2 separate regions of the Zea mays genome follow, and region 2 is linked to region 1. A link is a contact called in public Hi-C data. All regions are on one chromosome and are shown on one strand. Each heading gives the region's core, a stretch centred on a gene start, on an enhancer-like site or on the middle of the called end of the contact. The rest is flanking DNA. Distances are from core to core; before and after follow the strand shown. Region 1 holds the start of LOC103641205 (somatic embryogenesis receptor kinase 2-like). Region 2 has its middle 62 kb from the start of LOC100284673.

What was found. Hi-C and Micro-C count contacts between places; a contact is called where the count stands out from the background.
Region 2: a Hi-C map of ear shows a contact between it and region 1, with 2.8 times the contacts expected there. The contact joins the enhancer-like site here to the promoter of LOC103641205 in region 1. A contact is called at or near these places in 10 of 25 Hi-C or Micro-C datasets (bundle sheath, ear, endosperm and 2 more).

The regions. Positions count from the first base shown.
Region 1 is chr10:72,463,043-72,470,064 of Zm-B73-REFERENCE-NAM-5.0, reverse strand. It overlaps LOC103641205 (somatic embryogenesis receptor kinase 2-like), which reads left to right and starts at 2,436. Exons shown (of 11, transcript NM_001326455.1): 1 at 2,436-2,755; 2 at 4,097-4,229; 3 at 4,316-4,387; 4 at 4,830-4,973; 5 at 5,530-5,601; 6 at 5,690-5,761; 7 at 5,840-5,952; 8 at 6,253-6,387; 9 at 6,467-6,808; 10 at 6,923-7,022. The coding sequence starts at 2,653.
Region 2 is chr10:72,541,876-72,549,267 of Zm-B73-REFERENCE-NAM-5.0, reverse strand. No RefSeq gene overlaps it. Among protein-coding and RNA genes, the nearest start is that of LOC100284673, 62 kb to the left of the region's middle. Within about 2 kb of position 1,962, at least 17 of the 20 cell types and tissues checked have an H3K27ac peak or open chromatin away from gene starts, as enhancers often do. A contact at or near this core is called in bundle sheath, ear, endosperm and 2 more, where this site is marked.

The DNA of each region.
Region 1 (7,022 bases), core at 1,187-3,686:
AATCACCGTGTCATCCGCCTTATTTTCTTGGTTGATTTGATTTCCCCTCTCTCCCGGACTTAACTTTTATTCTAACGCTAACCCCGGCTTGAAGTGTGCTTAAAGTTTATAAATTTCAGTTTTCGCCTATCCACCCCCTCTAGGCGACTTTGAACGACGATGAACCCATGGTATATGCATAGTCCCTTTGTCTATTCAGGCTGGGGGACACCTCCATTCTATACCTTTTGATCCGTTGATTAGATGGTTATGGCCAAGAAAGATGCAATCCTAAACGACCTATATGCATTAGAGCTCTATTAAATGATCGCTCTATTGGTTTGAAAAGCCGATGACTTGCACCACGCTTAGTGCATATGCTTTTGGTCCGTCAACCTCCACCAAAAGACATGGGGGCATATGTTGAACACAGAAAATGTCCTTGCAGACGGTCCGGCCCTGAGGCTGGACGGTCCGTGGTGGTGGCCTGGACGGTCCGCGCGTGCGCATAATCAGTTAGGATTTCGAGTTTATTGTGTGATTTGTTAGCTAAATCTGAGGGATTAACTCGGAAAACGACTTGTAATGGGTCTAGACCTCTCCTTTATATAGATGAAGGGTTACGGCCGATTGAATCCCTTATAATCGATCAAATCAAATCTACTTATCGTTTTTACCTTATGTATTAGGAGTAGTTTTAGTTTAGCCTTGGTTTAGTCTCCCTCTACATCAAATCTTTACCTCTCTTCGACTCTACGTCGACTAGAGACGTCATGGGTGGCCTGCTGCCTAGGATCTATCCTCCCCGACAGGCTCCCTCCCGAGAGGCGAGATCTAGGCCTACTGCGAAGAAGAAGACCCTTTTGCGCCATCGTGGACCGTCCGAGCCCCAGGCGTGGACCGTCCGAGCCCTAGGCGCGGACCATCCGGACGTAAGCAAGCAGAGGAGAAGTCGTTCCTACGCCAGGTCGTGGACCGTCCGGCCCCCGGCCGCGGACCATCCACACCTCCGTAGAAAGCACCGCCAGGCAACCGTTCCAGTGTTTTGCGCCCAGATCGGCGTCAACACCTTCAACCGGTACGGATGCCTTAACAAAATATAACAATGAGTAGAGTGAATGGGGTTTTTTTAGCTTCCAACTCCTAATATAAATGAAGAAGTGATTATCTACTGCTCGCCACCTGAATTAGTTATCATTTTAAATGTTTAGCTGCTTAGAAATAGCTTTGTTGGGAGAAGTTAAAAGCTGAAGACATCCCCCTTGACCAACAGTTGAGAGTGGAAACCCGACGGACAACCAGTGAGTTGGTGGTGATCATATAAAACTTTCTGCTGCCTGTTCGACCATCCGCACGGGATCTATCCTCCCGCCGTCCCACCCACAGTAGCCCCGTTTCGTTGACTCCGTTCCGGCACCGCAGCGGCGTCGTCCATGCCCATCGGGGCTGGCTCGCTCGCTCGCAGCCCCAGTCGCATCGCAAACCCACACTATCCCGTGCCTGCGTCTTTGGCGCCGCTAATCCAAGCTCTGGCTCCTAAACCCACGCCCGCCTAAACAAAAGCCAAAACACGAGCGAGAAGCTACCCACGCCCACGCTCCCCTTTCCCCCCCTAAAAAAACAATATCCCGTTTAGAGATGGCAATGGGTACCCGAAACCCGATGGGTTTTTACCCCATTAGGGTACGGGTTTGGGTCAATTTTCATACCCATTGGTTTGTTAATGGGCATAAATCTATACCCGACGGGTTTATGGGTACGGGTTTGTTCCTATAGTACCCAAACCCGTGAACCCGTGAGTTTTTTAAACCCGACCAAACCTAGTGCATATTGTCATTTTATTTTATAAATGAACAACACACTTGTTATTCCTTATTTACTTCCTAACTTTATCAACTGGTGAATGTATTAGTAGTCGGTGAGAGTGTTGCTTGCTTGCTATTATAGTTTTTACTAGTGTTATATATGTGATGGATGGATAACTTAGTGCAAGGTCACTTAATTATACAACTTATTATTTGTATTTCATTCTCTCTACTAATAATTTTTATACCAAATCATGAACTCATTGTTCATTACATAAAATTTGGATCATGATCTCATTAATCATTACGATACTTATTGATTATGAGAAGAACAAGTATATTGGAGATGAAACCCGCGGGTAACCCATGGGTACCCGCTAACCCGATGGGTACGGGTTTGGGCAAAATCTCAAACCCGTCATGGGTACGGGTTTTTTAATGGGCATATATATTTTTCACGGGTACAGATTTGGGATGGCAAAACCCAACGAGTTTGTACCCATTGCAATCTCTAATCCCGTTCGATTCCACCCCCACCCCTATCCCACCACCCGTGCCTCGTCGTATCGCCGTTCTACGCAACCGCAGCGAAAAGGAGCCCAGGCGATAAAAAAGAAAAAGGGCGAGGCCGTCGAAAAGGGAAGCGCAGCCGCAGAGTGGGTGAAAGGTGGGGGGACGATTCGGAGAGATCGAGAAAGAGGAGAGAGAGAGGGACGGGGGCGGGGCCGGCGGAAGCGGAGCCTGCGCCCGCCGGACCGAATCCTCGCCGGATCGCCCGGCCTGCCGGGGCGGCGCTGCGGACTGCCTGATCCGGCTGGAATGGCGGCGGGCCGACGAGGGATCTAGCGGAGGTGGGTGTCGCGCGGCAATGGCTGCGGCGGAGGCGCGGCGCCGGTCAGCGGTCTGGGCCCTGCTGCCGCTGCTGCTGCGGCTGCTCCACCCGGCCGCGCTCGTGCTGGCCAACACCGAAGGTGCGGTGCGGCGGTGCGCCCGTCTTGCTCTCCCCGCTTTGCTTGCCTTGCTCTTGCTCACCCCTCCCGCCGCCGAGTTGGCCCGTCTGCCGCTGGGTTGTTTCCGGGAGCTCTGTCTGCTCCCACGGGACCTACTTCAAATCGGTGGGTTGGTCTAGCACACCACGATGCACGCGGCAAGTGCCGTTCCCGAGGGGTTTGGCTGGGCGCCATTCCTGGCCCTCGCGGAGCCGTTTCTGCGTTTGGCCAAACAAATTCGAATTTACTTCTGCTCTGCCGCGGATTCGGGTGTCTGGCAACTGGCCGTGCCGTCCTTCTCCTCGCTGCAAATTTCGTGCTCTCCGAGACCAAAACTTAGAGAGTTTAGTGTCTTGGCATGATTTATTGGATTCCTCCTATCCTCTCTGAATTCATCTGACTTTGGGGCGTTCATGCCGCCCCCGTTTCAGCCGTCGGTCCTGCTGCGGCCCTGTGCGTCCTGACGTGATGCCCTACCGCCCGTGGCTTCGTACTACTGTTCCATTAAATTGCTTCGCTAGATTCTGCTTGATGTTTGCTGCGCGCTGGTTTGTTCGGGCAACGCTAGCACAGTCGCCTTACCGGTCGTTAGGCTTGATTTGGACGTCTCCTGACGTGGTTTTGTTGTCTCTGGATATACTTCTGTTTCTAGTTGGTGGCCGGGCAATTCTCAGGGAGGGCCTCGGTGTCTGTGTTTGGTTATGCTACTCAGAGTGATTTTTTTCATACTCCTAGTCATATGATTTGCTTGTTGGGGGGTAGTGGAGGGGAGGGGATGAGCAGCGGTTTATGGTTGGTTGTCTGTTTCTGGTTCTTGGGATGGGATTGGCTAGGAGTTAGGACTTTGCATGACTTGCTTGTGTTGCTTGCTTGTTTTGGGTGCCGTTAGGCTCACGCTGATGACTCGCTTGTGTTGCTTGCTTGTTTTGGGGGTGCCGTTGTGCTGTATTTTGTTTGTTCGGAGCAAAGTGTTTTGTCGTAGGATAGACAGTTGTCCTGTTGCGTTTTTGCTTTGATGCTTCTACTAATTTGAGGGAAACTGTTTAAATTCTGAGTTGTAGAGCTGAAGCTCTTTCTTCCTTGATGCCATTAGCCCATTCGCTACAAGTACTAGTGGAGTGGATTTCGATATTATCATTTTCATTTGTATTTGATGATGCTTTTTTTTAAGTTATGACTACCTAACAAACAAAGTACTAGGGAAACTTTGTATTTAAGGATATTATCTAGGGATACAGTTTTTTTTTTGATTGACGCACTCCTTTGTTTGCGAGTGACATTTCTGACTAAAGAAGTATGTATTTTCCATTCTGCTATTGACAGGTGATGCCTTGCATAGCTTGAGGACTAACTTAAATGATCCTAATAATGTTCTACAAAGTTGGGATCCCACTCTGGTCAACCCCTGCACTTGGTTTCATGTTACCTGCAATAATGACAACAGTGTTATCAGAGTGTAGGTTCACCTTTTCCTCCACTATATTTCATCAGTGAGTTGCACATATTCTGTGTTTCGTACTGAAAGTTTTTCCTCATTTGCAGTGATCTTGGAAATGCTGCACTATCAGGAACTTTGGTTCCGCAACTTGGCCAGCTCAAAAACTTGCAGTACCTGTAAGTTCTCTTCCTTTGCTGTGTTTTGTAATCCCATACTGATTTTGCATGTGGAGGAAGAGTATATTAGCTTTCTAGGTGAAAACATTTCAGGCATGATTGCTCATATAAGAAATATCCTGTTCAGAATACTTATTACATAGATGAAAATAAGGTTATGCAGCTACAATGTCTAAATATCACATGTTGCTCTGGCGAGGTATAATACACAGCACATCTTCCTCTCAAAATAAGTGACTGGCATATTCTGTCTTAAATGTCGAGCCTGTTCTATATAAAATGACAATGCTGTTGCCACTATTAACTGGGTGACATCAAAGTAACATTCACTGCCTTTGTTAATCACTAATGACCTCAACCATTTACTGTGGCATGCCATAGCTTGGTTACTTTCTTTTGTTTTTAAAATTAGTCACTGCCTTCATATCGTGTTTTTATACAGGGAGCTCTACAGTAATAATATCAGTGGCACTATACCTAGTGAACTTGGGAATCTTACAAACTTGGTCAGTTTGGATTTGTACTTGAACAACTTCACTGGTCCCATACCAGATTCATTGGGGAAGCTATTGAAGCTGCGGTTCTTGTAAGATATTCACATTGATTTTCCCTACTAGTTACTGTAGAGTAAAACCTGTTAAGAGTAGGAATCTTTTGGCTTACGCACACTGAATCTATCTCAGTTATTGTTGGTTGCTTCATCCCATCTATATGTGTTGACCAAGGGAGATCTTCTATTACGTTGAGATTTCACTAGGCCACATACATGATAGCTGGTTTGTTAAAATTGTGTTTTTTTACTCATGAATGCAGCTACTTTGTGAAATAAAAGGTTAAGAATGTAGCTGCATAGCCTCATTGGGTCCCATACTCCCATTGGAAGTTAGATTTTCCAGGATAGGGTTGCTATTCATGGCAGCATTGAGTGATGCCTTGTTTTCGAAAGCGACTCTTGCCATATGTATATATTGTGTAGTTAGATTATTTATATCCAGAAATCTGTTTTTGATGTTTTAAGGTGTCTATCTCTATCATGTTGTTAGGTTTTCCACTTATTATAATGTCTAAGTCTTATTTTTTTATGAAATTACCTGTCGGTGTTTCTAATTTGATACATCTTTTAACTTTTGTGCGGGGCATAGGCGTCTTAACAACAACAGCCTTTCTGGTTCAATTCCAAAATCGTTAACTGCTATCACTGCACTCCAAGTCCTGTAAGTATTTGTTTCTCAGGTTGCATAGTTAGTTCGGTTTTAATTATTAAATGTAACATGGAAATTAAATGTTTCTATGGAATCACAGGGATCTGTCAAATAACAATTTGTCTGGAGAAGTTCCATCAACTGGTTCCTTTTCGTTATTCACCCCTATCAGGTAAAGCTAGAATTTTAGCTGAAAATTTCATTTTTAAGCGATAATGCTTCTGTTATTCACACCTGTCTTCTTTTGCAGTTTTGGGAACAACCCTAATTTATGTGGTCCTGGCACCACAAAACCTTGTCCTGGTGCTCCTCCCTTTTCTCCACCTCCTCCATACAACCCTACAACCCCTGTGCAATCACCAGGTGATTTACTCAGATTGTCCAGTGAAATCCTTGAGTTCAATAGGACCTTTTTTACTTTGCTCTTTCATCCAAATGGCATCCTATTTGGGATTTGTGTACCTCCAAAACAAGCATAATGCTGTCTAGCTGGAGAGATTGGGAAGGATACTGGTATACAACAGGAAGCTACAAGGCCTGTATGCGGGCATGCAGCACAAGTCAATAACTACCTTCTTTTTTTTGTCCCTACCCTGCATTAGTATGGCAGTAATTAAGGCTATGGAACATATGGCTTTGTTACTGACATCTTATTTTTTGCAGGAAGTAGCTCTTCCAGTACTGGAGCAATTGCTGGTGGAGTGGCTGCTGGTGCAGCCTTGCTATTTGCTATTCCTGCAATTAGTTTTGCCTATTGGCGGCGCAGGAAACCACAAGAACATTTCTTTGATGTACCTGGTAAGTATTCAACAGGAGAATAACTTAGGGAACAACATTGAATTTGAATTAACTTAATGTGAGACTTCGAATGTGGCAGCCGAGGAAGATCCAGAGGTGCATCTTGGCCAGCTTAAAAGATTTTCACTACGAGAATTACAAGTTGCAACAGATGGCTTCAGCAATAAGAACATTCTTGGAAGAGGTGGATTTGGCAAAGTCTACAAAGGACGGCTGGCAGATGGATCTTTAGTTGCTGTTAAGAGACTAAAGGAGGAGCGCACGCCTGGTGGAGAATTACAGTTTCAAACAGAAGTTGAGATGATTAGTATGGCTGTACACAGAAATCTATTGCGTCTTCGTGGATTCTGTATGACACCAACAGAAAGGTTGCTTGTGTATCCATACATGGCTAATGGAAGTGTTGCGTCACGTTTAAGAGGTATTTTTTTAGTATAGTGCTGTTCACGTATTTTAATTTGTATCTTTCATGTTACACCTCTCTAACAACAGCATCAAACTCTGAACTTTTTATTACTTTGGTTTTATTCTGTAGACCGACCACCAGCTGAACCTCCGCTAGATTGGCAAACAAGACAAAGGATTGCATTGGGTTCTGCTAGGGGCCTGTCTTATTTACATGATCATTGTGATCC
Region 2 (7,392 bases), core at 713-3,212, 80 kb before region 1:
TTCTTGATTTCACTTGTGAGATTGCTATAAGTTAATTCCGCATCTAAAAGTGAAAAACTTCTCTTCTCTCTCATTCTAATTTGATCTGCATTTTGTGCTAACATCTAATTTAGATTAAGGGCCCGTTTGGTACAACTCCAATTCCTGATTCTTTAGCTCTAGATCCTGATCCTTCTAAGGAGCTGATCTTTCTGATTCTCCTGTAGAATCAGAATCATTTTTAAAATCGTTTGACAAGTAAACTGATTCTTGTTTAATGGCAATTGCGGGTAGGAGGTAGGAGGTCGCGGGAGGGTCGGGCGCTGTGTAGGTTGGGCGCCGTGGGGTGTCGTTGTTTCTTTAATGGCAATTGCGGGTAATTTTGGGCAAATATTGAGGGAAGGTTCATATTTGGTTGGTTGAGGAGCTATTTTGAGGGAGGGTGGAGCAGGTTTTTTCAGCTCCCACGTTTCTATTAAAAACGACTCCCAATCCTTCCTGCTCCACGTGAGAATCAGTTCACAAAACACTTGTTTGGCATGACTCCTTCAGATCCTCGCCTAGAATCAGGAGCTAGAGCTGTGCCAAACAGGCCCTAAGTTTGTTTTTAAGTTTTGAATTTCAGGAGTCACCTATTCATTCTCCTATAGATTACTATCACTTATACCTTACAACTTGAAGTTAGTGCCTATTTGTGTCGTTCCCTATACCTTTTCCTATTAAATATCCCATCTCATTTGCTCTCTACACCGACAATTGTTCAGCTTCTACCGAATACTCCTTATGATCATGATGAAACGTGGTATTACTAATGTGCTAGACTAAATGAGGAAGCCAACGGGTACTCTTTATAATCACGATGGAACATGGTATTACATATGTGCTAGACTCAATGAGGAAGCTAGTCTCAGATTACCAAGAGGATGTGAATATTCTTAACAAGTAATTATTGTTATTCCAACTTAACTCATGGACGAAGCATCACTCCCCTCCATATATGCATGGCCCATAGAATCTTCAACAAAAACAATCATGACCTAAAATAACAACTTACGCTCATGCCAAACTTTCTGGTATGTATCAACATGCACATCTTGTATGCTGTTTACCAATAGTACTTGGTAAACTTTTCCCCTTTTAGTGTTACCAACAAGGGCAAGGTAATACATGTTGTTTGTACTGATGAGAAAATTGCATAGTACTGATGAGAAAATTGGTAATACATGTTGTTTGTAAATGGTAAGGGGTGTTTGGGACTGTTTCAGCTCTAGAAAATTTGGTAAGGTTAATAGAGAGATACTCTAGAAAATTTAGTGGAGTTATTTGCAATGTGGCAGAGCATCATAGGAGAAAGAGAGAAAACGACACGAACGTCGCGAGCAAACAAGCAAGCTAAGGCCAGGATGATACATATAGCTATGGTACATATAGCCATGCAAGATATTATTTTGTATTATAAATAGTAGTTTACATTGTTATTTATAAGGTGAGGTTTAAAATAGGGGAGGACGGATCCCCGCCGGTTGAAATGGTGTATAAAGAAACAACGACACCTCCCCGTTGGACACGCGATCGATGCATGAGCAAGCAACACTATCACTTGGCAACCCACGTCACGCTAGACTGCTTCGGTAAGAGAGATGGCGTCACGTCACAATCACAATGCAAACCGCACCGTACTAGCTAGGGACACAAAAACGCAATATGCATGTTTTACATTCTTTCAGAAAAAAAAACCCCACACGCATCATATCCTACCTTTCATTCTGAAATACAGAAAATAATATCCTACCTTTTCATTCTGAAATATTGTAAAAGCGTGATTTACCTTCCTCGTGGTTAATTTGCCATGTCGGCCAGGCCCAGAAATAGGAGGTCCGGACGACCTTTTTTTTTTTCTAAAAATGCTACTGCCGTCTTTGTGCATACAGTACGCTCGAGCGGGCTGAAAGCCGAGGTAGAGATAACCTTTTAGAAAGGCCAGGCCCAGCAATAGCCCAGTCCCGAGAGTAGGCTGCCAGGTACAAAAAGGGCCCGCCCGTGTGTTTTTCCTGCCCAAAGGAGGGGATGCTTGCACTTTGCGGACCTTTTCAAGCTTTGCTTTGCTCTTATCAAAAAGGTTAAAAAAAATTTGCTTTGCTCCGCAGTCAGCCGCATGCATGTGATGCGATCGTGTTGCGGAAGCTTCGAAAGCAATCCGCGTGCAGCAAAAGAAGTGCAGGAGATGAGGGGAATATCACACACGCAATACTCTTTTGCTGCACAGCAAAAGAAGTGCCGGAGATGAGGGGAATATCACACACGCAATACTCTTTTGCTGCACGCGTCATGTTGCTTATGGTGTCTGTAATAATGTAGCAAGTTCGTACAAGTTACGTTTTGAATAGTCGTTTTGCACATGCTTCGATCGTACCGGCTAGCTGAGTTGAAGGGATCGATATCTCAAGTGGAAAAAAATACTCCAAATTAAAAGTACTCTCTCCCGTTCTAAATTAGAAGCCGTTTTAAATAAGATTTAAGTCAAACTTATAACACTTTAACTACAAATAACTACCTTATTATTTCGTTTCGAAATCTAATAGTCATATGTACAGATTTATTTTAGAAATTATATTTACAAAAAATATAAATGTATTAAAAGTTTATATGCATTTTTTTAAAAAAAAATATGAAAGTTATATTTTAGTGACCGTGTCGATGTCGACTTATAATTTGGAAGAGCATATCCAATATTACTTTAATAATAACTAGAGCCATGCACTAGTTTAACTAGACCTTGATTACCTCGCTTTCACCTTGGGATTTAGACTACTGATCAGTATGTCCAATAATAACTAGAGCCTATATCTTCAACTTGACCAGCTCTTCTTTCTTAGTGGAACACGTGCAAAGCCACCGTTCGTGGAAAAAAATATATATACACAACTCGAGCCAACTTGGCTCGTAGCTTGAGTTCGAGCTTATACTAGAGGAATTAGCTAACCGAGGTCTCTTGTATTGCAGTCGACCATGAGGGGGGCTGCTTTGTGGGGCGCCATGAGATTTGGATAACATAAATCTCTACTACTTATTAAGTAAGTAATAGTAGTCTGCCGTTCTGCCCTCCCCCGTTCCGCGCGCAAAAAAAAAATTAAACCATGGCTGCTCAGGAATCAAACCTTGGATCATCTATTGAGCAGAATACCTAGCCTTCCACCCTCTAGCCAACATGACTCATGTTGAATTGTGTACAACTTCAACTAAAACGTCTTTTGTGTTTAACCCGCCGTCCACTATGTATGCTCACTGAGTCTAGAAAAACATTTATAGTTTAGCCCCTGATCTTTCTGGAGTTTGGGACGCAGTCCAGGAAATAAAGAAAATAGGGAAAATGAGTTTAGAAATTGATTTATAGTTTAAAAATAATTGCAAAAACCCATTTAATTCATGGAAATTTCATATTAAATCCAAATGAGTTCATTCCAATTTCTATAATTCTATAATATTATTTTTATCACATAATACCTCTGTTTTGTCATGAAAACAACAATAAAATTGATTTCCTAATTAATCATATATCAAATACATAGAAACTTTAGAAATTCGTAACTTCCCCATTTTAATTCCAAATTGAACCGTTTCAGTTGTGTTAGTCTCGTATGAATATTTACTACGCAGTAACAACATTGATTATATCATGTTTCATACTTTTATAATTAGATATTTATTTATCCTATGTTAATTGGGTTAATCTATGTCTATTGGATTAATTTATTTAATATATTAATATAGTATTCTAACTTTATGGTTATACGATGTTTGACCATTAGTCTTGCAAACACACACTTACCTTTTTGTTTAAGCAAAAGCGTATGGTGGTACGTGTCCGATGACTAACGATGTATGAGGGAATTTCTTCCGGTATGTGTGAAACGTGCTCTCTAATAATGAAACCATGCAAATCGTGACATATATCGAAGTCTGTATGATACTGATGGTTGCAATGTAGTGGTGAAACAAATAGATTATAAATAACAAAATTTATGTATGGCCAGAATCACAAATTGATTATGAAACATTTTCTCATAACGGTATAACACATACTTTGTATATAAGTTATCGTAGTATACTGGTATTATATATTTCCGTTGCAACGCACGGGCATTCAGCTATCATGTATAGAAGTCTGCACGGTACTGTTGGTTGCAATGTAGTGATAAAATAGTTAGATTGAAATAACAAAATTTATGTATGGCTAAGATCACAAATTAATTACGAAACATTTTCACATAACAGTATAACACACATTTGTTCATAAGTTATCATGATATTAAATGTTTCTGTTGCAACGCACGGGCACCCACCTATATGTGTTTATGTCTACATCTATGACAGGAAACACATCTACTACATCTCTCTCCAAGCTCACTTGCTACCATTGCACAATGCGTAGTAGTAGATAAGTATCACCGAGATTTTTGAATTATATTTTTGGATGGAGGTAATATTATTTAAAGAAGAGCTTTGCATGTTATTTCTTTTGTTTGAATAATGCATTATACTTAAATTCCCTTTTTTGCATGTGTGACATTTTTTCTTCGTAATATTTTTTTCCATGGATCAGACTTGTGAGTCATTTTCATAAACCAACGCCAAGCATGAATCCATGTTTCCTACTTCAAACCCCTAACAAACTCCATGAGCAGGAGGCACTCACGTTGTCGTCGCTTATCGATGACGAGAAGAAGCTTGGCGACTGTCAGTTCGACCTCTAAAAGCAGTCTTACGTGGTCGCATGCGCTGCTGTGTACGACAAGCTCCCGCGAAGCCGCCGCTTGGACGCGGTCCAGAGCAGCTTCACCGCGTTGTCCATCGTTAAGCAGGGGGGCTCATGGTTGTCGCCAACGTCGATGACTCTCGGGTTGTTCTGGACACCGCATCCGACGACGACGCCATCACGCCGTCCAGCTCATCGTCCACCTGAAGCCCAACCTGCCACATAAGTCGCTACTGACCGGACATGAATTCTTGTGCGCTGGGATGATGGACGTTGCTGACGTTGTGTGAGTGTCCTCGAACATGATGTATGTAGTGGAATAGCGCATCCGGTGGTGCAACGGCCAAGGGTACTACCTCGCTGATGAGCCCGGGGTGCACTTCGTTTGGTAGCTCAACCAAGAGTCATCGGTACTCGTCATGTCGCGTGCGTTCGATGACTACTATATCGAGGATTGTGGCATCATCTTGGCGCCGGAGGTGACATAGAGGAGGATCGACAACAGTGACCAGTTCGTCATCCTCGTCACCGTCAGGGTAGCTTTTGTATCGGCCTGCCTTTAATTCTCTTCGCAAACGCATACACACTTACCTTTTTGTTTAAGCAAGATCATATGGTGGTGCGTGTCTGATGACTAATGATGTACGAGGGAATTTTTCCGGCATGTGTGGAACGTGCTCTCCAATGATGAGACCATACAAATCATGGCATATATCGAAGTCTGCATGATACTGATGGTTGCAATGTAGTGGTGAAATAATTAGATTAAAATAACAAAATTTATGTATGGCTAGGATCACAAATTGATTATGAAATATTTTCTCATAACAATATAACACACATTTTGTATATAAGTTATCGTAGTATACTGGTATTATATATTCCCGTTGCAACGCACGGGCATTCAGCTAGTTAAAACTGAATACATGTGATATACTCACGATTAACGTCACGACTAATTAATAATCGAGTTTGCCTATATTATCTCTCTACGACGTAATGATATGATTTACCGTGTAAAACACACACGAGTGGATCTCAACACTACCGGAATCAATCGCTTTGCCGAGTGCCTGAAGCACTTGGCGAAGCCTTAAAAACACTCAGCAAAGGCTTTGCCAAGTGTGACACTCGGCAAAGAAGACTCGGCAAAGAGTGCATCGGCAAAGGCTTCTTTGCCGAGTGCTTTTTCTCGGGCACTTGGCAAACCTCTTTGCCGAGTGCCAGAGAGCACTCGGCAAAGAAAAGCGGCCGTTACAGCGCCAGGTGACGGAGACGGCGACTTTGCCGAGTGCTGCCTGGTAGACACTCGGCAAAGAAGTTATCTTTGCCGAGTGTCTTCCAGACAGCACTCGGCAAAGAATCCATCTTTGCCGAGTGCCACTTGGGACACTCGGCAAAGAGCCCGCTAGAGAGGGTCCCCATGTCAGGCTCTTTGTCGAGTGTTCTGTGCGGCACTCGGCAAAGCCGACCCCTTTGCCGAGTGCCAGCGTCATAACACCCGGCAAAGAACCTAAGTCGGTGCCCAGGTCTGTGCTCTTTGCCGAGTGTTATGACCCTGACACTCGGCAAAGCGCCTCTTTGCCGAGTGTTACACTCGGCAAAGTGACCAGTATATATCTTTTTTATTTGTTTTTTGTATTCCATCCACACAAACAGAAGATATCACATATATATCACATATATACATCACAGATATCATCACAGACATAAATAGCCAACACAAACATAAAACCGTCACCACAAACATAAATATCCATCACAAACATAAGTGTTCAACACAAGTATCAAACACAAACATAAGTCTCAAACGTCGCAAGGTCTCACATAAGTATCAAACACAGACATAAGTATTATACATAAGTTCTGAAGTCTAAAACAATGAAAACACAACACTCATGGAGGTGGGCGGTTTGACCGAGGCTGCGTTGGGCTGAACCCTTCCGGAGGGTTGTTGGATGCCGCTCCAGATTGGCCCTGCACAGAGAAGAGATTGCATGTGTTATACTAGATGCATTACAAACATCTAACTACAATTTTGATACTCACAGGAGTGTGGAAGAGAGCAGGGTCAACTGGAGGGAACAGTGGAGGTGGTGGAGCGATGCCCTGTGCGGCGCCAAGGCTCTGCATGTACTGGAACATCTCTGCCATCCTCTGATGATCTGCCCGGCGCTCCGCCTCCCGCTCCGCCATCATCCTCGCCTCCATCTCGTGACGTTCCCTCCTCTCTTCTTCTAGTTGGGTCTGTAATATTACAAGCCAACGTTATAGTAACTCAAAGAGTAGGTATATAACTCAAGGAAGGACGAGTTACAGAAGCACTAACCTCGAGTTGCTGTATGCGATGCTGTGAGCTATCGTGCCGAGGTCAAATGGCTGGACTCGAGCCTGTGCTCCTTGCTCTCACCTGAGACAGAATGGGAGTGGAGGACGAGTCGATTGCCCCGTCGGGGTCGATCGGCTCGGTGCTCGGATCATAGTCTGGGCCATGGACCTCCTGCGCCATGGCGGTGTAGTCATGGAGGCGGCTGTAGACGGCGGGGTTGGTGTAGGCCTCGGGCCCGTCATCCGGGTTGTAGGTGACGTCGGACGTCGCCTTACCCTTATGGGCCATAGCATAGGCCGAGAAGGTGGAGCAAGGCCTGCCACCATGT